Linked DNA regions of Mus musculus: all the other regions are linked to region 7. The links are chromatin contacts, called in public Hi-C and promoter capture Hi-C maps. All regions are on one chromosome and are shown on one strand. The core of a region is the stretch at or near the end of the contact, and the rest is flanking DNA. Distances in the headings are between cores, read along the strand shown.

Evidence for each region. Promoter capture Hi-C pulls out the DNA fragments that hold promoters and counts their contacts. Hi-C and Micro-C count contacts between places; a contact is called where the count stands out from the background.
Region 1: a promoter capture Hi-C map of neutrophils shows a contact between it and region 7, with 5 times the contacts expected there. The contact joins the enhancer-like site here to the promoter of Rnasel in region 7. A contact is called at or near these places in 2 of 39 promoter capture datasets (neutrophils and pre-B cells), 1 of 115 datasets of contacts at active chromatin or transcription factors (embryonic stem cells) and 1 of 9 other capture datasets (liver).
Region 2: a promoter capture Hi-C map of liver shows a contact between it and region 7, with 2.2 times the contacts expected there. The contact joins the promoter of Stx6 here to the promoter of Rnasel in region 7. A contact is called at or near these places in 4 of 39 promoter capture datasets (embryonic stem cells, liver and stem cell-derived epiblast-like cells), 1 of 484 Hi-C or Micro-C datasets (CD4 T cells), 1 of 115 datasets of contacts at active chromatin or transcription factors (embryonic stem cells) and 2 of 9 other capture datasets (adipose tissue and liver).
Region 3: a contact with region 7 is called in a promoter capture Hi-C map of the 3T3-L1 cell line, with 2.5 times the contacts expected there. The contact joins the promoter of BC034090 here to the promoter of Rnasel in region 7.
Region 4: a Hi-C map of CD8 T cells shows a contact between it and region 7, with 5 times the contacts expected there. The contact joins the promoter of Ier5 here to the promoter of Rnasel in region 7. A contact is called at or near these places in 2 of 39 promoter capture datasets (the 3T3-L1 cell line and liver), 2 of 484 Hi-C or Micro-C datasets (CD8 T cells and muscle stem cells), 1 of 115 datasets of contacts at active chromatin or transcription factors (pancreatic cancer cells) and 2 of 9 other capture datasets (adipose tissue and liver).
Region 5: a promoter capture Hi-C map of pre-B cells shows a contact between it and region 7, with 6 times the contacts expected there. The contact joins the promoter of Edem3 here to the promoter of Rnasel in region 7. A contact is called at or near these places in 2 of 39 promoter capture datasets (the C10 cell line and pre-B cells), 1 of 484 Hi-C or Micro-C datasets (CD4 T cells) and 1 of 9 other capture datasets (adipose tissue).
Region 6: a Hi-C map of B cells shows a contact between it and region 7, with 6 read pairs. The contact joins the promoter of Acbd6 here to the promoter of Rnasel in region 7. A contact is called at or near these places in 1 of 39 promoter capture datasets (neutrophils), 2 of 484 Hi-C or Micro-C datasets (B cells and regulatory T cells) and 1 of 115 datasets of contacts at active chromatin or transcription factors (astrocytes).

Annotation. Positions count from the first base shown.
Region 1 is chr1:155,049,661-155,053,398 of GRCm38.p6, forward strand. The region is part of intron 2 of Gm41980 (a long non-coding RNA gene); the gene reads right to left. Among named protein-coding and RNA genes, the nearest start is that of Gm41979, 3.7 kb to the left of the region's middle. Within about 2 kb of position 1,626, at least 166 of the 459 cell types and tissues checked have an H3K27ac peak or open chromatin away from gene starts, as enhancers often do. A contact at or near this core is called in neutrophils and pre-B cells, where this site is marked.
Region 2 is chr1:155,157,231-155,160,776 of GRCm38.p6, forward strand. Stx6 (syntaxin 6) reads left to right here and starts at 1,473. Exons shown (of 8, transcript NM_021433.3): 1 at 1,473-1,697. The coding sequence starts at 1,663.
Region 3 is chr1:155,242,765-155,246,653 of GRCm38.p6, forward strand. BC034090 (cDNA sequence BC034090) reads right to left here and starts at 1,768. Exons shown (of 10, transcript NM_001370865.1): 1 at 1,422-1,768. The coding sequence starts at 1,465. Gm31102 (a long non-coding RNA gene) reads left to right here and starts at 365. Exons shown (of 4, transcript XR_878641.3): 1 at 365-715.
Region 4 is chr1:155,097,732-155,101,642 of GRCm38.p6, forward strand. Ier5 (immediate early response 5) reads right to left here and starts at 1,905. Exons shown (of 1, transcript NM_010500.2): 1 at 1-1,905. The coding sequence starts at 1,699. The coding sequence ends at 773.
Region 5 is chr1:151,753,321-151,757,176 of GRCm38.p6, forward strand. It overlaps Edem3 (ER degradation enhancer, mannosidase alpha-like 3), which reads left to right and starts at 2,054. Exons shown (of 20, transcript NM_001039644.2): 1 at 2,054-2,407. The coding sequence starts at 2,247. 2810414N06Rik (RIKEN cDNA 2810414N06 gene) reads right to left here and starts at 1,698. Exons shown (of 2, transcript NR_151475.1): 1 at 1,523-1,698.
Region 6 is chr1:155,555,895-155,559,495 of GRCm38.p6, forward strand. Acbd6 (acyl-Coenzyme A binding domain containing 6) reads left to right here and starts at 2,226. Exons shown (of 8, transcript NM_028250.3): 1 at 2,226-2,965. The coding sequence starts at 2,744.
Region 7 is chr1:153,747,724-153,751,332 of GRCm38.p6, forward strand. It overlaps Rnasel (ribonuclease L (2', 5'-oligoisoadenylate synthetase-dependent)), which reads left to right and starts at 1,703. Exons shown (of 9, transcript NM_011882.2): 1 at 1,703-1,884.

The DNA of each region.
Region 1 (3,738 bases), core at 376-2,875, 1.3 Mb after region 7:
GATATTCTATGATTTGTGCATCTATTCATATGGGAGAACAAAGACAGGAAACGGTTAAAATCATCAAGATGGGCTGCCAGTGTAGATCTGTTGGTAACTGCTTGCTGAGCATGTACCACCCAAGAGTTCTCTCCCCAGCATGTGGTCACGTCCATAAACCCTAGCACTCCAGTAGAGGCAGGAGGATTAGAAACTGTCATCCACAGGGAACTGGAGAGATGGCTCAGTAGTTAAGAGCACTGGCTGCTTTTCCAGAGGACCTGAGTTCACTTCCCAGCACCCACAGGGCAGCTCACAGTTCCAGGGGACCCAACACCCTCAGAAACATAAAAGCAGGCAAAACATGAAATAAAAATAAAATAAAATAAAAAGTCATCCTCAATTTCTCAGCTAGTCCATGCCAATCTGGAAAACATTAGACACGCCCGTCCCCTCCCCCCCACTCCCCCAAAAAAGAAAAGAAAATATCATCAATATTTTCCCAGAATTCCAGCACACAGGATGATGAAAAGGACAAGGGTGAGAAGAGCGGAAGTCCAAGGATGACAATGGCTACCAAGGTAGCATCAAGGGACCAGCACAGACTGTGAACACAGACTTCCCTAAGAGCTTCAGGCCTCTGCCTGAGAAACTTGTGTCGCTCACTCTCCTTTTGACTTTGACTGGGGGAGGGGAACAGCCATGTCACGGTGACATCATCACCTTCCAAGAACCACTGATTCAGCTGCTGAGGCCCCAGGCTGGACTCACTTCCTCCAGCCAGAAGGCAGGGGGGGGGGGCAGGACTGTGGGCCTGTTCTCGTCAGTCCCCACCCCCACACAGTGCAGATCAGCTTCTTGCCCACAACCACGCCATGTGGGGCTGCCTGCCTTGTTCAGCAACCCCACCAGCAACCCCAGCTGACCAACCAAGGGTCCTGGGGAGAGGCAGAAATCTTTCTTTCCTCCTTGTGAACCAGGAGCTGGCTCACAGGGACAAGGCTGGGATGCAAGAAACGGGAAAGGGCTAAGCCAGATGAAGCCGAGGCTAGGAGAATACGTGTAAGAGCAGGCTAAGGCTGAGACAAACTGAAACCTTCAATTGTGACCACTTCACAGCCACAAGTTGGTCCAAATTGGATGTCACCTAGGGGTCGGCAGATATGGACCACTGTCTTCGCTAAAGAGTGAAAATATCTCCACAGCTGAACTAGACGCTCGAGAACAGAGCAAAAGGAGACCATCTTGCCTTAGTGAGAACTTCCTCCTGGCCGCTGCTGCTCCAGCTGAGTCCTAAGTGCCCTCCCCAAGCCGCTTCTCTATTATGACAACTCAAGGTAGAACCCGTCCACCCTACATCAGCATCTGCCTTGCCTTTGTGTTAAACTGAATGTTCTCACACTATCATCTGCTCTGATGAATAAGAAAACAAGCCCCGTGGGTAGTCCCGTGGTTTTATAGCATGGTGAAGCTCCTCTAGTTCTCACACAATCTGCCACATCTTAACCTTTTATTATATTGATGTTCTAAGTGCTAACCTAACCCTGGGCAAACATCTCCATCCTACAAACCAGAACACCATGATCTGAGAGGTGAAGGGAGTTGTCCAGGGCACCCAGCTGGTGAGTGGTAGAGCCACGCTCGAAGCCAGCTCCAAGAAGTGAGGTCTTTCCACATGGGTGCTCTGACTCAAAGCTAGATCCTCCTCTGCCTCTGAGTCAGCAAGTGTAAAATTAGAATTTCACTCGGCAGTCATCAAGTCTTAAGGTGAGGGTAAGTGGGTTGGGGACTTGAAGGTTGTCCAGATTTGTGACCAAAACAGATGCCCAAGTCTCCTACACAGCGTCCTGGCTTCTGCTTGGAGGTACCAAATCCAGGAAGTCTCCTGGTTCAGCATGTGCTAGCTTCAGATCAGTAGACAGCTTGCTAGAACTGGAGATTAAATGTCCCTATATGGTCCATGAACTGTCTCTGCTCTTGGGAGCCATAAAGGACTGGTGTCACCCCAAATGCCCTTTCTCCAGACTGCATTCTCAGGTCTCTCTATTTACTCCTCTGTGGATTTTTCTCACCGCTGTGTCTCTGTGTGAGGTCTGTTTTTGTCTGTTCAACCTCCAAGTGCGGCTCCAATGAGCTGTGATGAACTGAAGCAGCAGCACCACCTTCAGAAGCCAGCCAACCAGCTCACAGGAGAACCGGACCAGATCACACTCAGTATGCCGTGGGATTGTTTGACCTTATCGTGAATGAAAGCCCTTAAATGCCCGTCTCACATGCTGTCCCGGAGCCACATCCTCGCCTGCGGCTTGTCCAGCTGGGTTTGGGACACACATGACTTGTTCCCAGCGTGCAGACAATGCCTAACAAATGTTCCTGGCTGGCTAGCTGCTCCCTGTCACCAGACTCCTTGAGCTCAGCCCTATCTTCCCTCAGGACCCAGCTCTGGATCTCCACTTGGAAATGCTGCCAAGGGCTCCCCCTGGCCCAATAAGCTCATGACAGAGTCCTGACTCCTCACACCCAGCCTCCTTATGTATTTCCAGAGACCACTTGGAAAGTTTAGTCTGAGGCAAGCTACAGGAAAGCAAAGCCCTTTTCTCTGCTGAAGCACAATTTGCTTGTGTTTCCAAAGTGTTAGGCTGCTATGGAAAGACATGGAGGGAGTCACAGAGACCCATATGTGAAGTGGAGCATAGCCTCTCAACTTCCTACTTCCTGTGAAGGGCTGTTACTACCCCCTTGACATTCCACCCTGAGGCTCTGGGTAGCAGGTAGGGCCCATGGCACCTTCCTCCTCGTGTCTTCTGAGCCTCCTGCCAGGTTTTCCAGTCTTCTATCCTCGGGGCCTAAGCTCCTTTCTTCCTGAATTAACTCTTCTCAGTGCTGAGACTGAACGCTTTGCTTTATGCTCTCTCAAGTGCCCAAGCTGCACTTCTAGATAGAGACAAAGGATCTCCTTGAAAAATGGGAAGCCTTCTCTCTCTCTCTCTCTCTCTCTCTCTCTCTCTCTCTCTCTCTCTCTCTCTCTCTCAGCACCCAGGCTCTGAGAATATTAAGCATTCACTAGCTAGGGAGCGGGCAGGGTGGGAGGGGGGAATCAAGTTTGAAATGCAAAGCTGAGCAAGACGTCTTTGTTCTAGACTGTCTGGGGCTCTCCTGAAACCACAGCCAGCCCATTGAGTCAGTGAAGGAGGGGTAACTTGATTCCTGAGAGTGAAAACGGATTGTTTTCCTATCTCGGAAGTAATTTCACTTCTTTCGCATCGTTTCCCAAGGCAGAATCTCCAAGGGCTGGATGCTTTTGCCTCCTGCTCATCCATTCTTCCTTCTCACCCTTAGCCCCTCCACACAGCTGCATTCTTTTCTCTTCCAGACCTCTGCTTGTCTGCTCAGGAATGCGCTTCTAAGTTAGCTGTTGGGACTCGGGCTTTATTCGTTTGTCATCCCATCTTGTGGCACCAAGGTCACACTGCTGAAGTGTGCAGGCATCCCTGTGCTTTCTATCCGGGCATTCATTAGCATATGTGAATGCCAATGGATTTACAGTTCTTTTCGCTCTAGCTTCTTTGCTCTTCATCCTCTTACTATGGGTTCAGAAGTGGAGTGTTCCTTTGTGACAAGAGTCTAGCCCAGTCTAGCCCAGGCTGGCCACTTAAGAGAGATCAAGGATGATGCCTCTACTGTGGGCCTAAGATTCAAAGTGGCACTTGCCAGATGAGAAGAAACAGAGAAGGAAAGCATTCCAGACCCAGAGGGAGG
Region 2 (3,546 bases), core at 223-2,722, 1.4 Mb after region 7:
TCGGAGTCCTTAGTGCCCTGAGCAGAGTAAAGAAGCTCAGGTGTGCTGGATTTTGCCAATACTTTGTACACTGTAGGAGAAAGATGTTACTATGGTATCCATCCAGAGACAGGACAGTCAACAATTAAGAACCTGGCTTGACACGGCTTCTGGGACTAGCAGAGCTGAGGTTTGACCTTCAAGGATCAGGCTCATCTGCTCTTCCACTTACATGCCATTGTCAATGAACATTTTATCTCTGAATTTCAGTAGGTAGGTAGCCAAAGCCTGCAACTCTCCCGGCAGCTCCCCTTCCCGACACCTGCCACCCACCGCTCCTTCAGGAGTTCAGAGAAGCCTGGCGTCTTTGACTTTTGCTTCTCACTTCTCTTCTCCTCCCTTCCTCTATCATGTCCTCTTGCTGTCCTCTAAACAACAGCTTCCTTCAGGGGTCCCTGACGGCATTGGGGCCTCAGAGTTCACATAACATTCCTCCTACTCCACCCCTACACATCCTGGCTGTCCTAGAACTAGCTCATTAGACCAGACTGGCCTCAGACTCATAGAGATCCATCTGCCTCTGCCCCTTGAGTGCGGGTCTTAATGGTGTGTGCCACCACCACCTTACATCTTAAAGATGAGGAATTGAATGGGGGACTTCAGGTTCAAAGGGAATTTGTTTGATGCAAGCTCCAAGGAGACTAAAGAATTTGGCTAAGTCACGTAACCTCTCGGAGTCCAAGCTCATTCATAAAATGAAGATGATAAATAATAGGAATGTGACAGTGAGATAACTTAGAATCCTGTCCAATGCTCAGTCACTGCTCAGTGATTATCAATAATCAAAGGTCACAGTTCTCATCCAAGAAGTTACGCACAGTGTGTCTAATTGTGCCATATAAAATGCTCTGGATGTTCTGCAATCGTAGTTGAAAGGAAGTGATCCCGTCTGGCTCCTTCTTTGCTTTCAGAATGAAGTACAAATGTCCGGGATCTGTGGATCTGTGTGTCTGGGGTTGTGTGACCCTGTACAGGAAAGAATGAAGTCTCTAACAAATTAGAAACAGTAGGATCGTCCTCCAAAAGAGTATTGATTGAGGATGTTTATACAGCCTTTACACACTGCATGACCTAAGACCTTACCATAATCAGATCTTTTGAGAATCCTTTAGTGCAAGACGATGATTAGATGGGCATGTAAATCACAGGGAGTTAAAAGCAAGTATTAAAAGTAGAGAAAAGGTAAAAGGTCTATGCAAATCAGACACAGCAACAGCTTTCTTAAAATCCTCATTGCCTTCTCCAGGCAGCAGAAGACCGCCCCCACTATCCAGAGCCCCGCCTCTCGGGCCTAGTGACGCAAGCTAGGCTCCGCCCCTCTCCGGCGCAGGGCCTGGGCGATCTGGGTCACGTGAGCCTGAGTGCGGAAGTGAGGCTGCGGTACGCGTCCATGATTGGTAGTGGCGAAGGTTCTGGGGGCGGGGCCAGACGCCGGAGGTGCCGGGGGAGGAGGCTGCCGTGGGGGCCGGCTTGGAGTGGGATTCGACCCGCGGCGCTGACCGACTGCTGGACCGACGGCCGACGGGCACCCGGGTCTGCGCGCACTGCTGCTCCGGGTCGCCCCGGCCGAGGCGCTGGCCACGGTAGACCTCAGGGAGGGCTCGGGCTGCCGGGCCGGGCGCCATGTCCATGGAGGACCCCTTCTTTGTAGTGAAGGGGTGAGTGTGGGCCGAGGACTCCCGCCTCAGAGAGAGGGGAGGGAAATCGAGGCAGGGCGACACAGCCTCTGTGCTCGGACACCGCGCGTCGTTTGGGGCCGGGCCCCTGGGGTCCCACTATCGGCCCGCACCGCCACTTCCTCGGGGTCGCGCGCCGCAGGTGGGGAGCGACGCGCCGGAGCCGGCCGACAGCATCTGGGCAGGAAAAGGGAAATGGCCCTCTTGGAGTGGGCGTGCGCGGGGGCGAGCTCCATTGTGGAGTCGTGGAGCTAGCTCGGGACGGCCACCCCGCGGCTTGCCCGGTAGTGTCCAGCGGGTGCGGGAGCCGGTGCGGGAGGACGCGCGCTTTCCCGGGGGAGGAAAAGTCCTCCAGGCCGGGTGCTGATGTTGGAAGGAAAACAATATGCAATCAGCCAAACCAAACTTTCCGAGGGTTTCTTGTGAGCCACCGGGGTTTTCCCACCGTGTCGAAGGAAATGAGTGTTTCTATTGAACTCCTTGGTTTCATCCTGGGTGTTTGACAGGTTTCCCTCACTTCACGTTCTGCCTTTTTAGAAGCCTACTGCCCTCGTTTTGCGACAGAACTGTCCTGACTCCATCTTTGTTTATCTGTTGGGAGATGAAAACATCAATTGCACTTTGTTGTATCAACTTTGTAGCCATTACACAAAAGCAAGAAAGCGCAATTATGATGTCGCAACTTATTTCTAATAATGTGTCAGTTTTATGCTTTGAATGTCAGAGAAATGTCAAAAATCTGAGAACTGCGAAGTTAAGACAGAGTAAGTTCTACTGACTGCAAAGTGTTCTTTGCTTTTAACTAGTTGCTACTTGCATCTTACTTGTATAGTGGTAAAAGCTGACCAGTTGTGTGGGTGTTTGTTTTTGTATTTAAGAGTCCTGGGAAACTTAAAATGAGATACTTTACTATCCTTGGTGTGTACAGTCAATGCACAATCAAATATATTATGACTGCTTTTTTTTTTTTTTTTGGCTTTTTGAGACAGAGTTTCTCTGTGTAACTCCCTTGAACTCACTGAGATCTGCCTGCCTCTGCTTCCTGAGTGCTGGGATTAAAGGCCAGCTTGGCTAAGATTGTCTCTACGTTTCCTTAAAAGGGTTTTTCTTTTGCCTTGCTTTAATTTAGTCGGGGAATAGGAAGGTATATATTTAACAGTAAAATCTGCCTACCTGGAAATTGTGTTCTATATTATGGAATTGATTAAGATTTTAGTTGGTTTTGTTTTTAAATTTAGAGTTAGAGTTGTATACTTTTCCCTTGAATGGAAGGGTTTTCTTGGGTTTTTGTCTTATTTTGTGGAGTGGTAAGTGAATGTTGTGGCATGCATGTGGAAATCAGAGGACAACTTGCAGGAACTTCTCCTCTTTCACTGCGTGGGTCTCAGGGATCTAACTCAAGTCTCAGGCTTGGCCGCAGGCACCTTTGTCTGCTGAGCCATCTCACCAGCCCCAGAACTGAAGTTTTTGACATTCAGGTTGCAAAGGTTATCTCTGGCAGTGAGTAGATAGCAGAGGTAACCAGCGGATTTCTCTGTTCGCCTTTGAGGGAAACATGGAAAGTTCTTTATTGCTCAGCCATATTGGTATTTACCCCTGCAAGTCTACTAGCACTTACTTTACTTGCTGACTAGGTATTACTACTCTATTAGGACACTGTCCTCGGTCACTTGTTGCAGGAGAAAAGACAAGCCAGCCACATCAGTGTCTCAGGATGTGTGATAGCATATCCATGAACATCATTTTATTAACAGGATTGAGGGCCACTGAGATATCTTGGTAGATAAGGGCTCATGCAGCCAAGCCTGATGACCTGAATTTGATCCCCAGA
Region 3 (3,889 bases), core at 518-3,017, 1.5 Mb after region 7:
CTCTTCCTTGTGGATGACGGACCTGTCCCTGTAATAGAATGTGTCGCTGCCTGCCAGCTTCATGCCAACCCTAGTGAAAAAGTGTTAGACTAGAGTCAAGCTGTACTCGAAAGAAGTAATAGTGACAGTCACAAACGATAAGCTATCTGCTCTATGTCAAGCAAAGGCTTTTCAAACATGTCAACACTCTCTAAAATAATATATTTATATTATGTCTGTGATAGAATGTTATTTTATATAAATAAAGATATTTATTTATTATATAATATATAAATAAAAATATTATTTTTAACAGATGGAGAACTGAGGCATAGAGAAATTACATCACGTAGATGCCCTGGGGGAGACAAGCTTGTAACCAGAACCTTTCCATTCCAAGCCAGGACTCTCCGAGAACAGTGAGCCTTTAACCGCACCCCTTGTTCTCAGGTAAGACCTGAGTCCGCAGAGGTCCCAAGACTCACTAGAATTATACGGCCCCTTGGTGGCCTGGCTGATTCCAATAGCTTTACAGAGAATGACGTGACAACTGTTTTACTCCCTGTATAAGCTACTGTGTCTTAGTGACTACTCAGAACACTCAGAAGTCACCCTAGTCTACCTGTGTCCCATAGGAAGTAAACTCTCAGCGTGTAAGAATTTGGGCATAGAGTATATATTAGAGGTTAATTATTCCCTTCTCACAATAGGGATCCACCATAAGATGTTCTTAAAGGTAAGTCTCTTAAAGTAATTCATTATAATTATTAAATTAACATGTTTTTCAGAATATACATATTTTATGAAGCAAGATACATATATAACACAGAATTTCACAGCAGTAAATCTGTGAAGTTTAGGGATAGTAGAAGTCATTTTCTCTACTAGATCATCTGGAGCAGCGGTTCTTGGCATCACGGGGTCGCATATCAGATATACTGCATATCAGATATTCACATTATGATTCGTAACAGTAGCAAGATTACGGTCATTAAGTAGCAACGAAAATAATTTTATGGTTGGAGATCACCACATGATAAACTTAAACTGTACTAAAGGGTCGCAGCATTAAGACTGAGAATCACTGATCGAAAATGTACTAGGTTTCTCTTTGTGGCTCAGCTACCTCTTCTCTGAGATCCAATCCAGAAGCCCAGGTTGTAATGTGAGCTTTTAGAAAAATTGATGGGTCAACCCTGGAGCTTCGCTCTAGACTTGTCCGCAGACCTTAAGGAATGAGACAGTCGGGACTGAAGGCCTCCGGACGACCTTCCTGGAAGATGTCGTAACTCCTAGCACCGATGCTCTAACTCAGAAAAAAACCTGGAATGAAAATGGACAGGAAGGGCGAGCCTCCACGACCCTTCCAGCTCTGCGGCGGCCGGAGGTCGGGTGTCCCCGGGTGTGCCCCGCCACCCCGCCCGGGTCCTCTCGGTACTCACTGAGAGCGGCGCGCGGGCTTGGCCGCCGCCTCCATCCCCTCCATCCCTCGGAGAGGCGAGGCCCTGCCCCACTCTCCCCGTCCGGGGCCGCTGCAGAGTCCCGGGCCGGACTCGCCCTGAATTCGGGCGGGCGGACGGGAGTGTGGCCCGCAGGCCTCGTCCCCGGAGCGTGTCCCGCCCCGGGTCCCACGAGGCGAGGCCGGGCTGGCAGGAGTGCGCGGCGCCCCTGGCCCCGCTGGGCGCCTGGAGCCGTAGCGACCGCTACTTCATAGCTTTGCTTGAAGGTGAAAGGCCCAGCCAGCGGCCTCGCGGGCCGGCCTGGGAAGAGAGGGCGAGGAAGGCGAGAGGAGGGGCGGCGGAAGGGGCTGGAGGAGCCGCGACCTCGGCCTGTCCCCACCCCCCAGCCTCCCGCGGCCTCCCAGGGTCGTGGCCACTCGACCCGGGCGCACGCCGGGAGCCCAGAGCCTCCTCGGCTCCGCTCCACTCCTGGAGCCAGGGCCGCCTAGACGGCCGGAGGATGCGCCCTGAATTTGGGGCTCACTGGCTGCCACGGGGCCGTTGTCCCGGGCGCCGATCAGCTCCCTCCCCGGGGACACGGGCGCGAAAGCGGAGGGGCGCCCGGGTGACTCGGGGGCGCAGCCGGAGCGCAAAAGGCGACAAGCTTCAGCCGACTCCACCGGCTCCGCTGGAGCGAGAAGCTGAGGACCGGACTTTGTGTGGAGAACGTTTCGGGATGGGTCGGTGGGCTTCTCCGCAGGGCCGCCCCATCACCCTTGGGCGCCCTCTTAGGTCAAGATCATTCAAGGTTCGTTGAGGCCTTGGGGTAAGCTGGCGTTGACTGCTCATCCGGAGCCACCAAGAGCTGGGCCTGCATTGCCAGCTGCTTGGGGAAGGGACCGCTTCTGGGGCAGTGGAGGATTCCCGAACAGACCTGGGTACAGGCCTCCGTGAAGGAGCCACCAAATGGCTGGCAATTGTGCCCAAATCCATGGAGCTTCCTCTTTCTAACCAGGAGGTGACTAAGTCTCTCCAATGTCCAAACCCATTTTGACTATTCCCCTACCCCCAAAGGAACAGTAAGAAGAACCAGGACATTTCAGACGTCTCTGAAAAGAGAAAGTGGTCTCTCTTCTTTCTTTGGCCAACAAGTTTCACTTACTTAATCTTTTGTGCTGCTAGATGGCCGGTGTAGCTACTGGAAAGGATGCACAAAGCTAAGGTCCTAGCAGAGCACAGGAGAGAGAGGGCAGTTCTACCCCTTGTGCGGGTGTAATCCTGTAGTCCCAGTTGTTCAGAGATTAAAGCAGGAGGATCCTGCTGCAAGTTCGAGGCCAGCCTAGGCAATTTAGTGAGACATGTTCTCAAAAGGAAAAGGGGAGAAATGGGCTGAGGATGTAGGGATGGGTGTAGAGAATTTGCCTATTGTGCAAGAGGCCCTGGGTTCAAACCGAGTCCCATGGAAACAGAAAGGATGTCTATCTCCCTTTAAGGGAGCTGGATGGGGGAGGGAACACCGAGGCAGGCAATCTGGTCTGAGCCGCACCCTGGGAAACTGACAGTAGATTGGCCCAGGACCGGTTTAGGAACCAAGGGGTTTATCCTGGGCAAACCCTGTGTAAGTGAGCAGGTTCAAGGCTCACGGCTCTGTGGAGCAGGGTCTGAAGCGTCTTCCTGCCATGTTCGCAGAGTAAGTTCCTCCACAAGGCACTTTCTGCTCTGGTTTAGTGCTGATCGATCACCATACACTGACAACTCAGTCCCTAGAGTGGCTGCCTCTTGCTGCAACCTCAAGATTCAGAACTATTGTCCCTTTGTACAAATGAGGTGACCAATCGGAACAAAGCTGGTAAATGGCAGGTCTTCAAGAACCCCCGACGGACACGATATTGAGTGTGGTGGTTGGCGTCTGCAGCAGAACATGAAATATTTCGTTTTTGAAAATTCAGATCGAGGGGTTAGAAAGATGCCTCAGTAAGAGCACCTGCTGCTGCTCTTGCAGGGGACTGGAGTTGGGTTCCCAGCACTCATGTGTGTGTGTGTGTGTGTGTGTGTGTGTGTGTGTGTGTGTGTGTATGTGTGTTTGTGTGTGTATGTGTGTGTGTTTGTATGTGTGTTTGTGTGTGTATGTGTGTTTGTGTGTGTATATGTGTGTATGTGTGTGTATGTGTGTGTGTGTGTGTGTGTGTGTGTGTGTGTGTGTGTGTGTGTGTGTGTGTTGGAGTTGGCTGGGCTTCTTACTCCAGCTTCAGGGAGTCTGATGCCCCCTTCTGACTTCCAGGGGTACCTTCACACACATGGCATACACACAAATAAAAATAAAAATCTTAAAAAACAAAAAACCTTCAAGTCAGGTGGTGATTCATGCCTTTTAATTTAAGCACTTGGAAGGCTGAGGCAGGTGGATCTTTTAAGATGTTAGTCTGGGCAGCCTGGTCTACATGATGAGCCAGGCCAGCCAGTATTACACA
Region 4 (3,911 bases), core at 655-3,154, 1.4 Mb after region 7:
TAAAAGCACTGTGTAGTAAGTTCTGAGCTAGAGCTTTTAAAAAATATATCTTTTCTCTATAAACTCCGTATTTCCAAGCTTGAACTCTTCTGTGAAGTTCAGCAAGCTTTTTTTCCCCTGTGGGGAATTGAAGGTCCCTTAATGTTCTGCTTTCCCAGAGTAATCACAGGGTAGAAGCGCTTCTTCTGTGCCAGAGAAAGGATGGGGAGGGAGAAAAATAATACAAGTCTCTACTCCAGACGAACTCCCTCTAGTCTGAGGAAATCCTGTGAGAAAACGCCACTCCGCGCCCCGGTGCGGTCGTAGCTTTCATGAGAGAGAGGTGTGTGTAAAGTCCCTCTCTCCCCCAAGATCGAACGGGGAACTCCCCTTCCTCGAGCCTTTCTGCAGCTTCCTTTTCTGTGCTGCTGGCAGAGGAAAGTCCCTGTCTGCACCCCCAAAGTCTCAAGCCCCGGGGAAGGGGTGGTGCATTCCAGAATCACAGAACAGTCTCAACACAAGACAAACTTACACACGGACACACACAGATACAAAAGTTAACGATCGATCGTCCTCTTCCAATAAGCCTCCAACTCTAGGTCTCAGGATGAGACTCGAGAGCCACGGCCCAGCCGGGCTGCCCCTTCTGGGGCGATGTGCTGCCCGGCAGCAACCAGTCTCCCCTACGCGCCCAGCGCCTACGGTCTCGGCTCGTCCTCGCGGCCGGGAGAGGCCCCGGCCGCACTTCGGGGACTCCCGCTGCTCAAGCTCCAGCCACTCGGGTCCCGGGGGCTCAGAAGGCCACGATGGCTGTGCTCCAGGGGCTCATGTCTCTCAGCACCGGCTTGTCGCAGCAGATCTGCCCCGGCTCGGCGGCTTCCGGGCCGCCCTCCTCCGCCTCCTCTTCCTCTCGGCCGCCTGCGGGGCTTTTCCGTAGGAGTCCCGAGAAGCTAGACCCGAAGATGCTGATGAGGTTTGCCACGTTCCCGGTCTCCATCTCCTCGTCGGTGTCGTCCTCGCCGGTGACTGGCTGCTCCTCCGAGTTCCGGCGCGGCTTCTTGAGAGGGGTAGAGCCGGGTGCCGAGCAGCTCGCGCGGCCGCCACCCACTCCCGCTGCGCCACGCTTCCTGGGACACGGGGCGGGTGGCGCGGGGGACCCGTCCTCGGAGGACCGCTCCTCCACGGCCGGGGGACAGCCGCACGGGCGGCGCACTGCCCGGGGCCCCTCGGGGCACGCGTCCGAGCCACCTCCTGAAGACGCCGCGCGCGGACGCTCCACGCGGCCCCAAGCAGCTGCCGCCGAGTCCTCCTCTCCGCCCCGGAGAGCTTCCCCCGATCCGGCCACCGCGGCCACCGGTTCTGAGCTTCCCGCTCCGGGCGTGTGGCACACGGAGGGACGCTGAGGCTGAGGCTGCGGCTGAGGCTCGGGCTCCGGCCAGGCGGCACGGGCGACCGGCGGGGGCGGCTCTCCCCAGCCGGAGGGTGGCCCGGCTACAGGCTCTCCAGGCTGCTGAGGCGGCGGCACCGCCGGGGTCCCCGCAGGGCCAGCCAGGTAGAGGCCAGGGCAGGGGTCACTCAGGTAGACTTGGCGGGCGCTGCGCAGCACCAACGACACCAAGAGGTTCTTGTGCAGCTTGATGCCGCCGCGCTGGACCCGCGAGTTGTAGATCTTGCCCAGGGAGATGCTGACGATGCGGTGAGCCTCCAGCTTGAACTCCATCCTGCCTTCGCTTCCAGACGATAGGGTGAACGCCTGCTTGCCTTCTGAAGCTGCGAGAGGAGCTGTAGGCGGGATCAGGTCTTCCTCTGTGGTTGTACCCTCGGCGTCTGAAAGCTCGGTGGAGAAAAGACCTGGTGACGCGTAGTCCCCCTCCGCCGCTTCCCTTCAGACAACAGAACCGTTCTGAGCCGGACTCTAAACTGAGCGCTGCGGGGCCACACTGCACCTTATATATGCTCCTCGAACGCCAATCACAAAGCGCCGCTAACCGTTCTGGGCGGGCAGATGTGCCTCGTGCTCCGCCCCCGACCAATCAGAGGCAGAGGAGGGGCCCCAGGGCCTGTTCAAACGTTAGTCCCGCGGAGCAAGCTCTTAAAGGGGGAGATTGCAGGCAGCCCATTGATCATGTGCGGTGGGATTTGTGTTCAGAGGCGTTGATAGAGGAGAACGAGGCCCACAGAACTGTATGTAGTAAGGGATTCCGCTTTGTGATGTACCTTAGCACACTGACTGGAACTTTCATTCGTTTAGTGTGCTGGAATCTACTGCACAATAAAATTCAGTTCCTTTCATACACAATTTCCAGCTGCTCATAGCTGTTTCAGCTGTAATTTCTGGTCATTCTTGGCAGAAATGGAAGCGATGACAATATATGACAACTAGCACGATATATTTGAGATATTATGTTGGAGTTAGCCCCTTTCCCATTAGCGTTATACTCAGCATTTAACTACAAACAAAAGGGAACGTTCTAGAAATACCCAAGCTTCTGCCTTATGAAGGAACAGAATTCAGGTACAACGTTGTTTGTTCTCACCTAAAGCTGGCATCTTTCATTTCGTTCCCCAGATTCTCAGTTATCACATATTTTAAATGGAAGATGTTACCTATTTCTCCACAATGGTTTTCTTTGTTTGTCTGTTTGTTTAATACCCCCCCCCCACACACACACACAATAAGTAACTGATCTATTTTGGGGGAAATCTAGTAAGTTCTAAAAATACAAATAAGTTCTGGTTTCCCATGTTGATTATGTAAATTGTTTTTTGTCAAGTATGGGGGGAGGGTTCCTAAAATTTTTCTGGTCAGTCAATGTAGTCCCATCCACTGAGTCTTGCAAATCCCTGTCAGAAGGACCATGACAAGATTGTACTGGTGCCTGATGGCTCTGTAAATTGCCTTATGGCCCTGAAGTTTCAAATATAAAATGAAGAAATCACAGATACACCTTCTTTATTACACAGAAGATAAATGGCAACTCTCAGAGTCAATCTAAATAATAAAGTTAACCACAGCTTACACGGTGTCTATGTGAAAGGTTTGCCTGACCCTACAATAGGTTTGGCCATTTACATGGAAGAAATACTAGTGAGAGGTAGGCTTGATTAAGAGCCAGTTCACAACCAGGATGCCTTCAGATCTGATGGTTTGGGGGATGCTAACTTTGGCCACTATTACTGCTACAACTGAAGCCCAGAGTCCCTCCCTTCTAGGAATTCTCAGCCCACATAGAGAAGGAGAGAAAATAATTATAACATGTAGCAACAGCAACATATGTTCAGTAATAGCATGAGGTTCTTCTCCGTTTTCTCTCTTGGAAAATCTTTTTTATTTTATTTTATTTTTTGACAAATATTTATTGGGTATTGAAATCCAAGACCACATCTAGATCCTGACCACTCACCCTTAAAGCAACAGAGTTGTCCCTACTTCATCTTCAGGTTTCCTAAGAAGAGCAGACCAGTGAGGCTCTGATGGGGCCCAGTGCATTACAAGTGAGAGTGTATCAGGTAATGCTGCATCTCACAGACAGATTTATCGATGCCGCGTAGTAAGTAGCACTTGAACGAGTGTACAGACATATCCCATGTTCCTGTCTAACACAGCTCGCTTAAATTTACAGGCCAACTGACGATCCGTCTGGGGTGGAGTCAGTGAGCTGTCTGATAGCCATGGGCAGGTTCAGGACCTGGTCCTTTCAAAGCTTTGTTTGTTTCATCAGCGCTTCTTTTTAAAATATTTATTTATTTACTTACTTGCCTGCTTATTTATTTATTTATTTATTTATTTATTTATTTATTTATTTATAGAGAGGGTTTTTTTCGTTCTGTCCTGTAGTCCTGTTCTGGAACTAGCTCTGTAGACCAAGCTAGACTTGAACTCAGAGATCTGCCTGCCGCTGCCTCCCCAGTGCTGGGACTAAAGTTGTGCA
Region 5 (3,856 bases), core at 804-3,303, 2.0 Mb before region 7:
GGAATAAGAAATCAACACTTCTTGAACATGTCTAGTGGGGGAGACACAGCACTAGGCCTTTTAGAATAATCTGGTTATTTAGAAACAAGCTGGTTAATACCCCTCAAACGATCAAAATCTAGTGGATGTAAAAATGCACTAATAGAGACACAGAGTACTGTGGAAGAACAGGAAGGAGAGTGGTTTGAACACTTTCTGCAAGGTTTAGAACTGTTTTGTGGTGATGGAATCTAAGCCAAGTCTTAATGGTTTGTGGGCGTGGGGCAAAGATTACAGAATAACAGAGGAGATAGAAGAGCAAAGATAAAGAAAGGAAAAGAGTGTGAGAATTTACTTCGTAGTCGAATAGAACTTGAGGGCAGGGGCAGATCGAAGGCAGAGGGAGGAGGAATTCAGAGGGTTTGCAAATCGAAGCTTACTCTGTGGCAGTGTAGAGGAGACTAGGACGTTGCAACTGTTCAGCAAAGAGATAATGAGAGCTGGAACTAGGAAAATGTGGACTAGAAAGGCAATGGTCTGAAAGATAGTAGCGATAAGGATCTGGGTGATTTACCCACTGGTTGGACACTAGGAAAGAAGAGGGTGAGTAAACAGGTCTGAAGCATTAAATAATTTTACACTTGAGTTTCTCTTGGACCAGACAGAAAGGAAATTGAATGTAAGGCCAATGATCAGGACAGATATAAATCTAGAAATCAATCCGAGCAACAAGGTGACTTAATCCGTGTCAGAAATCACTAAAGCGAAACCCGGAGAGTACAAAGAAGCAAAGGAGTCGAAACAGAACCTTCAGGAAACACCTGCGTTTTTGAAAGAGGAGAGAAGGAAGAAAGGTTATTTTGTAACCCGGATGGTCAGAGAGATAAGACTTAAGTGGTGAGGCATTAAAAGCAAGAGGTTTCAGATAGCTCGATATTGCTGAACGGACAAATACGAAATTTACTGTGGCCACAGAGGTCACATCCAAGCTCCTCAACTCTGCCGCCACCTGCTGAAGTGGCACAAAAGAAAGACATGTGCTTTTGCAAGAGAAACCCACCTGTCATTTTACCCACAGTTAGCCTGCCAATCAGCCATTGCAACTCATTACAACATCTAGTCTTCACTAAATTAAAAAAAAAAAATCACTTTTGCATTGTACACTTCTTTCCTTCATGGGCTTTTAAGATAACTATTATTAATCACGTTCTTAGCTTTGCTTGGCCTCCTTCATTTTGAGTGTCCTGCTTAGTTGCTGGGGTACTGAATTAGAGGAGTAATTCAGGAGTTAGATTAGTGTTTGCTAACTTCTTCCAAGCCTTTGTGCAAAAGTTCAAGCTACGTGTGCAAAAGTAGAAGGACGATATATACATATTAGAGTTGTGTATATGCGCTAATGAAAGTAAAACTCTCACATGGTCGTCAAAGGTTCGAGTCATTTAGCTGTTGTTCATTTCCTAGTTTTTGTTTTGTTTTGTTTTGTTGTCATTTTCTCGAGGGCAGAAGAATATTTTCACTGTTCACCCAGGCATTCGGTACCGACCTGGGGGCAAGTCTCATTCTGTCAGCTCTCAGGAAAAAAAAAAAATCTTCAGGAAGAGAATGGCAAAGCACTCACGAGTCTCAAGGACTGGGCAGCCCACCGACGAGGTAGGGTTGGCCAAAGGTCTTGCGGAACACAGAACGCCTGGAACCTGCGTGGCCTTTACAGAATAGGACTACAAGTCCCAGAACGCAGGGCGCTACTAGGCAGAAATCTAGCAAGGCGCCTGCGCGTAGGTCTGTAGTCAAGCTGGAGGAAGCGGTGCACCTTGGGACTAGTAGTTCCTAGGTGGCAACTCCTGGGGTCGGAGGTGGATCGAAGGGACAGCTCCCTGCCCAGTCCCGCCTTTTGTCCACGTCCCGCTTCTCTGGGCCAATGCTAGGTCCTGTAGCTGCGGCCAGCCCCTCTCCGAGGCTGTCTCCATTGGTCCCGAGGCTATCTCACTTCGGCTCTACCCGGAAGTAGCCTTGGAGAGGCGGTTTCCTAGACTACGACACCGGAAAGCTGGGGGCGGTGCTCCGAGCCGTGGAGGGCGGAGGGTGGTGGCAGCGCTGGCGCTGGGGGACCGGCTCGGTGACTTCGGCAAACAGTTTGGCGCCGGCGGCCGCCAGCCTCACTCCACAGTCCGCCCTCGACACGGCTCGCAGCCTCCTCGCCGCCGGCAGCCCGCAATGTGGCCCACCGTGCCGGTGTAGCAGCTGCGCGTGCGCGGAACCGCGGGGCCATGAGCAAAGCCGGCGGCTGCCGGGGCTGTGGGTGCCGGGTCCCCCAGCGAGCGTCATGGAGCCTGGTGGCAGCGACGGCCGCGCTCTGTCTGGTGTTGGCCACGTCCGTGTGCACGGCAGGGGCCGCGCCCATGAGTAGGGAAGAGAAGCAGAAGCTTGGGTAAGGGTGCGTGGCTGTCCGGGTGGGTTTCCTCGCGCGGCTGCCAGCAGTGGAGGTGCCTGTCATTGCGCCCCCGGCGCACTGTGGACTTTTTCTGTGGTGACTGTAACAGCTGGTGAGGCTGGAGGACCTCGGTGCGGTGGACGGGGTCCAGGACGATGGGAGCTGATCCCCGGGATGTGACCTCGGGGGCTGTCGAGTGTCTCCTGGGCAGCCTGTGACATATGTAGTGTTGTGTCAGCGCCTCTGCCATGTCAGGGGCTGGTGGAGGGGCTACCGCCTGGGTGGCGGAGGCAGGGTTGGATGTCTCACCCAAGTGAGCTCCCAGCGGGAAAATGTTGCGGTGCTTACACCTGTTAAAGGAAAAGGGGCGTTCACCGGAACTTGAACTTTTCAGACTTCACTATCCCCCTTGCTGTGTTTTCTTTCCTAAATGGCACTTGTGAGCTAGAGCAGGCGATTTGATGCTATTCAGAGGCCTCGATTAAGTGTACCCCCTTAGAGTAGTTTTATGAGGCTTAAAAGTGTTCCAAAACACTATTTATAGCATTTAATCCAGTAATTCGAATACATCCGAAGTGGCACAAGTGACTAAGAACGAAGTGGAGAATCTCTGGATTTTGGCAAAACCGTGAAGTTAAGTGAGAGGAGAGGAAATGTGTGCCTGTCAGTAGCACGGCGAGTTGACTGCGAAAGATGCTTATTAAAACAGTGAAGTGGGTGGGTTTTGCTTGTCTGGTAGGTTAGCACAGAACACTAGAATGCACTGCTGATTAGTGAAGAGGTGAGAAAACTGGTGGGGATGTAAACCACGTGACTTATTGACACCAACTCCAGAATTTTAAATTGTGCTTGCTCTTTGATTCATTTCTTTCTCTGGAGAATCTATCCTACAGAAGTAAAGACACAATTAGAGATAAGTGTATAAAGGGGTGCATTTTGACAGAACAGAACAGGCTGGGGGGGGGTGTCATACATTTAGAAAGAGTTCTGTACTAAAGCAAGTTGTAGGTTAATATATAAATAGAAAGCATATTATTTTATAAGAAAAAATAGTTGCCTGAACTCAGGAAAAAATAACAGGTAACTTATCCCACAAAGGGAGGTGGAGCCATTAGGTTCTGACGTAGATACTTCTTTACTTCCGCCATTGCAAAAGAACTATACTAATTTTTAAATCACAGAGCAAATAAAAATGTGAGTAAAAGAAGATGAAGTGTTATCTATTCAAACAAAATTACCAGTGAATTCTAGACTCTTGCCTTTTCCTTTATAAGTTTAATGTATTATTTTGTGACATTTTAATGATGTTCCCACTTTGTTGGCATTTAACTCATGCCATCTCTAAAACTGTTATTCCATCGCGAGGTGGATGCTATCTCCACTGTGCAAATGAGGACATTGAGATTCAGGGTTAACTTGCTCAGAGTCTCAAAGCGGGTCAGGTTT
Region 6 (3,601 bases), core at 976-3,475, 1.8 Mb after region 7:
TGGCTTCTCTCCCACCCTGGTGAACTCCTCCACCCCTCAATTCTCCATTCCAAAAGCTGGATCCCAGACCCTGCACGGCAGTCTCCTGTCTCCTCAGATTTGGGGCACCAACATCAGATCAATAAAGTCTGCTCTCCATCTTAAGGTAGAACTAAGTGTATCCTTTTAATCTACTCTGCTGACCTATTTCTTCCAGTTATCACATTGTCTTAGTGAAGACACACTATGATCATGGCAACTCTTATAAAGGAAAATATTTCATTGGAGCTGGCTTACAGGTTAGTTCATTATCATCATGGTGGGAAGCATGGTGGCACGCAGGCAGACATGGTACTGAAGAAGTAGCTGAGAGTTCTACATCTGGGTCCACAGGCATCAGGAAGAGAACAGTGAGTCTCTAGACCTGGCTTGAACTTCTGAAACCTCAAAGCCCACCCCTTACCCCACAACTCTCCCACTCCCCCACCCCATGACATATGTCCTCCAACAAGGCCACACCCACCCAAGGCCACACCCACTTCAACAAGGCCACACCTCGTAATAGTGCCATTCTCTACCGGCCTATGGGGGCCAGTTTTATTCAAACCACTATGCATGTTATAAGGTGTGCATTTGTCCTTGTTTTTCCTTTTGTGGAGGGACTAATAGTGGAAACATTCTCTATTCTCAAAGAATGTTCGTGAAAGTCAGACCCAAGCCATTTAACTTCTTCCTGTTTCTCATTGTTCACTTATCCTGTTCAAAGTTCTGTTGAAAGTTTAATCCTAAATGGTCAATCAATAACCATTCTTTGTAGTTCTTTGTTATTAGCCTTATGTTTATTAGTGTTTTTATTAGTTTTAAGCTACTAGTGATAAATGACTACACATGAGTGTGTGTCTCTACCATATTTAGAACATACTAGCCACTGCTGATACCAAAATCACATCCCTCATTATCTTAGTTAGGGTTTCTATTGCTGTGAAGAGACATCATGACCACAACTCTTATTAAAGAAAGCATTTAATTGGGGCTGGCTTACAGTTTCAGCGGGTTAGTCCATTTTCATCATGGTGGAAGTATGGCAGCACGAAGGCAGACGTGGTGCTGGAGAGGCAGCTGAGAGGTGTACATCTCAGATCTACAGGGAGCAGGAAGAGTGAGCCACTGGGTTTGGGTTGAGCTTTTGAAAGCTCATTGACACACTTCCTCCAACAAGGCCCTATCTCCTAATCTTTCACAAGTAGTACCACTTCCCGATAACCACGCGTTCGAGTATATGAGCCTATTGGGGCCACTCTTACTCAAATCACCACACTCATCTTAAAGATAAATAATAGTTTATTCTGGAGTCACTTCGAGTGACTACAAATTTAGGTTACCCCAAATTCCAAGTTCCAATGTGGAAACAGTTTCATAGTTTTACAGAACAAAGAAAGTCATAAATCAAAGCAAACTAAAAATACATTGGCGGGTACACAGAGAAGCAGTAACACTGAGACGGGGAAAACTTTCCTACAGGCCCAAGAAGATAGTTGACGACATTCTTAGCTTTTGGGTTGGTGAAAGCTACTACTACTACTAGCACCACTACTAGTACTACTAGTAACAACACACACACACACACACACACACACACACACACACACACACACACACACACACACACAGTTGATGTGAGACACCCCAAAAACTGAGAGCAGTTTCTTCAAGCGACATTCCACATTGGGGTTCTCAAATTCCTGCAGGAGAGAGTACCAAAACGTGCTTTTCGTAAAAACTGATAGCAAATGTACACGGTCTGCGTGTAGACGTAATGAACTTTGTGTATGCATACACTTTTTCTTTTTGACAGTGTGCTGGACGTGGAAAGATCTGTTCCTTTCCGGCAGAGCTATAGAACTGGGTTTCACTTCAAGAAGCACAGGCACAACTGAGATGAGACGATGCAGGTTTGGGGGCCTGGTGAGGCACAACTGAGATGAGATGATGCAGGTTTGGGGGCCTGGTGATGCCTTCTCTCAAAGCGCTGGGAAATGAGGGGGCAGCAAGTTTGGAAAACAAAACACTGATGGGAGAGAGTCATCTAACCATTTAGACACACGGTGGGGCAGTGAAGGAAGGTTTCCATCTGTTGGTGACTCGCTATTTTAAGTCAGAGTGGGTGGTTAGGAAACGGCGGAACCTTTGTCCTCAGCTCTCTGTTTCCCGCGACTCTACTCTAGCAGCTACACTAATGGACCGCCTCCTTCCCTTTCCCCTGGGGGCCCTATCCGGGTGAGTTCCGGAGTTTGTGACTCCGAAGTCCCCCCCAAAACCACGAGCGACGTCCCCTGTCTGTCACCGAGGCCCGTATCTCCATCCCGCACCGCGGCCGCCGCAACCCACGCTAGCGGAGCAGGCGGGGCCCCGTATCCACCGGCGCGTGCCCGGGTGCGCGTCCGACCCGCCGAGCTCGCGCCCCGCTTCACCTCCCAGCTCCCGTCCCAGCCGCACGCGCCGCGCCGCCGGCTTCCCCTCATCTTCCAGCCGAGCGGCCTCCAGACCCCGCACCGTTGGAGCGACCCGGGCGAAGCCCGAGGGGAAACCGGGGGAGGACGGGGCGGTCCTGTGCGCCCGGGTAGGCGGAGTGGCAGAATCACCTGAGACCGCCAGACAGCTCACTGCGTTCCCACTCCCGCTCGAGCTCCGCACCCGGACCGGTGGATCAGGCCCGGGAACCCGCGCCACACCGGGGAGGACCGGCCACAGCGAGCTAGTGAACATGGCCACACCGTTCCTACCCTCGGGGGCCACCACAGGCGACAGCGGTGGGGAACTGAGCTCCGGGGACGACTCTGGTGATATGGAATCCTTCCAGACCCCCGAGGCCGAGGGGACCCGGAGTTTGGCCGAGCTGTTTGAGAAGGCTGCCGCACACGTCCAAGGCCTGGTTCAGGTAGCCAGCCGGGAGCAGCTCCTGTACCTGTATGCCAGGTTCAAGCAGGTAAAAGATGGGTGGATGAGAGGACGTGGGCTGTTTCCTCCAAAAACTTAGTAGCAGATTGCGTGGCTAATGGTCGAGCGTAATGAAGTTTGTATGTGTGTGTTTGTTGTTTTTGTTTTTTACCCTGGAGAATAGCATCATTCTGGACATGGAATAATCTCTCTGATATCCAACGAATATTTATGTAGCCGGGCACTGAATGACAATGTTTCAGTGGCCTTGCCTCTGAACCTTTACAAAATGAGGATGATAAAATAAAATTTGGCATTCGCTGTTGCCAGAAGGACATGTGATAGGAAACATGGTAATGTTAATAATAAGTTTGAAATTTAAGAGAACATTACTGTGTATAAGATGCTAACAATATTACTATTATGATTCTTAGGAACTCTAAATATAGTTGTTATGTTTTTGGCTGAATTTGGTCCTGCTAGATATAGTCCCTCCACATTTTTAAAATTAAGGGCTCCATGCAGGTAACATGGAGGTCTGGTGATGAACTAACTCTCCACTCAGCTTCCTGAATCACTTTCATTTCCAAATAGAAAACCCAGGGGAGTAGGCAGTTTAGAAAGTTACATGGATATATCAGAATTAAAGTGTAGTTTTTGTCTCTAAAACTGAATTTTACCCGAT
Region 7 (3,609 bases), core at 453-2,952:
CAATCAGGTGACCGCTGAGACTAACTGGCACAGTCACAGATTCAGGCACTGACTTAGACTTTGAGTAAAGCAAGAATCTGTGGATCTTTAAAAAAATTTTTTTTTCTTTTTACATCAAGCACCCATTTAAGGGAGAATTTTCATTTTAGCCATTCACAGGACAGCTCACAGAAAGCATGGAGCAATATTTAGAGCCACACGACTGACTTTAATCTGGTGTCTGCAGGTTGCTAATCAGTATGTTTCTCAATTTCTCAGGCTCTCACTTTGTATTATAAAATGTGACTATAAATAGTATTGGCTTCAGAGAGGTTTTGTGATGACAGAAAATGTGTGAAAAGTGTGTGTTAGACGGCTTGGTGACATGCTCAAAAACAGCAAACACTTGTCTGCGGCAGATACTGCTCTAAATACTCGGCATATGTTAATTCCTGTAATTCCTGTAAGAATCCTATAACATTAAAGACATAGAAGCCAGAGCGTTTATGTGAATCACTCCAATAAATGTAAAGAGATACCAGTCAGCTGGAGCTGCATAGCAGCCAGCCCAGACCACTCACACATTGCAGATAGGAGAAGGTCAACCTTCTACTGGTACAACGTTACAGCACTGGCTTCTACCCAAGTTCCCAGAAGGGTTTGGTAAGCTAAGTGCGAGTCTGGATGTGAGCCGGAAGTCTGATGTTCTTTTTGGTCAAAGGAAGGATCGAGGATACCACAGTGGGAAGTGGTTCAGGAGGAAGAGGGAAAATGCCCTTACATTTGCGTTGGCCGTTTGTTTCCTCTCCGTGTATCCAGTCCAGGTTTCCCACTCACTCCTGTGCCTGCTGTCTACCCTTGGTAAATTATTCCTTCAAAGTTTAAATCCCACCCAGAAGAGATCTTTGGTTCAAGATGGTCCAAGGGAAGTCATGGTTCCTGTCTTAGACTCTCCTGTCATACAGATCTGTCCTCCTCCATGCAGATCTGTCCCAGCATTTGTCCCTCCCCAAAGCAGACAGCTGGTACCAGGTGCCCCTCCCCCCATGCTCACGTGATGTGACAGCTAAAGAATTACTGTGTTTTCTTCACAAGGGGGACTTATACTTCCTGCCCTGGCCTTGATCCAGAGTTGAGTTTTCTGGTGGAATCTGATGGATGCCTTCCTCTGTTAATTACTGGGTCTCTCATCCTTTATGTGTTTATAGTTTAGGATTTTATTATAGGCACATTTTGTATTATAAGTGGCCTCAAATCATTTTTAGAATTGGGCTTTGGAAATCATAAAAAATAAATAAAAAGTAACAAACCAGCGCGCCAGCCTTACCTCTTACAAATCGGTTAGATCTTCAACGACTCCGGGGTCTGCTCTGGGTTGTTTAAAGCTCTTCTCTAGGGAGAAGGTTCCAGGATGCGGGAAATGAAACTTAGCTTTTCAAAACGACCCATTCGGACTAGCTGGTTCTTGTAAGCGGAACCTATTCTCCAACATATCAACTGTGGCTCAACTCTAAATATGAGGGAACACACATACGGGTGAGCAAGACGGCCCTGGCAGCTCCGCTCAGCGGCGGTATGAATTACTTCCCCCAGACACAAACAACCCCATGGAAATCGGCAACAATTAGAGTAGCCATCCCATGACCTTGGGGGAACAAGACACAAACAAGGGAACTGAATGAAGACCAAAAGTAGCTGAACGTCGCCCTCTGCTGGCTAATCTGAGTGATTTCTGCTTTCTGTGGCAAAGCTCCTCTTTGTTCTGTCTGGTTCCTAGAAAACAACAGTGAAAGTGTCCTTCGCGGAATTTCTCTTGCTTCCGAACAGCATCCAGTTGCGCACGAGTCTTTGTTTCCTCGCACCCCAGATCATTCCTGCCACCCCAAGCCTGTCAGGATCACGTATGTAAGCAAGGCTCAGAGGTTTCTGGGCGGAGTTCTTATTTGTTTATGACAGGCAAGCTTCCTGAACACAAGCTAGCTGCTCTGGGTGGGGCGGAGAGCCAGTGTTCTCTAGGAGTCTTTGTCACTTCGTCTGCTCAGGACAAACTAATGTCACCTGCTCTGGGCTGGCACTGGGTGCCTAATTCTAACAGTCTAGGTTAAAGGTAACAGTGTAGGCACTCCAATTAGTAACCCTTCGATGACTCATACGTGACTTGTGGCTCAGGTGGCCGTCAAAAACAGAACAGCTTTAGAGTGCCAGCTCAGAGCTGTGGTGGTCGGACAGCTGGTTAGTTTTTCTCAACTAGATACAAACTGGAAGTCACCTGGAAGAGGGAACCTTAACTGGGGAATTGTCCCCACTAGCTGGGCCTGTTAGCATGTTCCTGGGGGGCATTTTCTTGATTAATAATCAATGTGGGTGGTGTCACCTCTGAGCAGGTGGTCCTCAGTTATAGAAGGAAAACAAGCTGAACAGGCCACGGGGAAAGTCAGTAAACCCCATCCTCCCATAACTCATAAAGGAAACACTTTACTGACTGCCTGCGTCTCAGGGACTCCCATCCCAGTACTCTAACGGCCCCTCCACATCTGCTTAACTCTTCCCTGTGGGGTTTTCATCATAAGATACAGCACAAGATGCAGTTGTTTGGTTCCCCATCTGGCTTCAATGATAACGAAGGCAGGAGCGTCCTTCTCTGTGATGTAGCCCAGTTTCCAAAGCACAGCAAGCTACTTACCCGCTTTGTTCCCTGGATTCTCTAGCTGTAAAGTGGGGGTGAAAAGCAGTAGCTATCACAAGATTTGCATCCCTGGGTTGGTATTTGTGAAGTGCTCAGAACAGTTCCTGAAGTACACTCAAGAGCTATACAAATGTTTTCTGTCCTTAGCATAACTGCTGCCACACCACCACCACCACCACCACCATAATCCTTGTTACTATTATCTGTTCAGGTAGCAAAATAGCACACAGGAAGACAGACCAGAAACGGCGGGATATATCGAGGCACCCACGAAGCCCATAGGAATAGGGACTGCCAGGGACTACTTCATACCTAGAAATCTTATTATACGCCTTTTCTTTTAAATGTACTTAGAGACTCAGCAGGCAAAGGTGCTTGCCAGACAAGCCCGGTGACCTGAGTTTGAGCCCTGGAAGGGTGTACAGGAAGAAGCAGAGAACTGACACCCAAAGTTGTCTTCTGACCTCCATCAGCCTGCCCAAACACACACAGCATGTAATGCACACACACACACACACACACACACACACACACACACACACACACACACACACACACACACACATTCCTTCTCTGCATCAGGAGCAAGCTCTGCCCAGAGCTTTGGAATTTTGTAGTAAGCTACTGTAGTCCAAGCAGCACTTACAGTCATCACTGGCAAAAGACTCTCTGCCTGCCATGTATTAGCTGTGGGATGGTTTGACTATGTGTGATGGTTTGTATATCCTTGGACCAGGGAGTGGCACCATCTGGAGATGTGGCCTTGTTGGAATAGGTGTGACCTGGTTGGAATAGGTGTGTCACTGTGGGTGTGGGCATAAGATCCTCACCCTAGTTGCCTGGAAGTCAGTCTTCCACTAGCAGCCTTTGGATGAAGATGTAGAACTCTCAGATCTGCCTGCACCATGCCTGCCTGGATACTGCCATGCTCCCACCTTGATGAT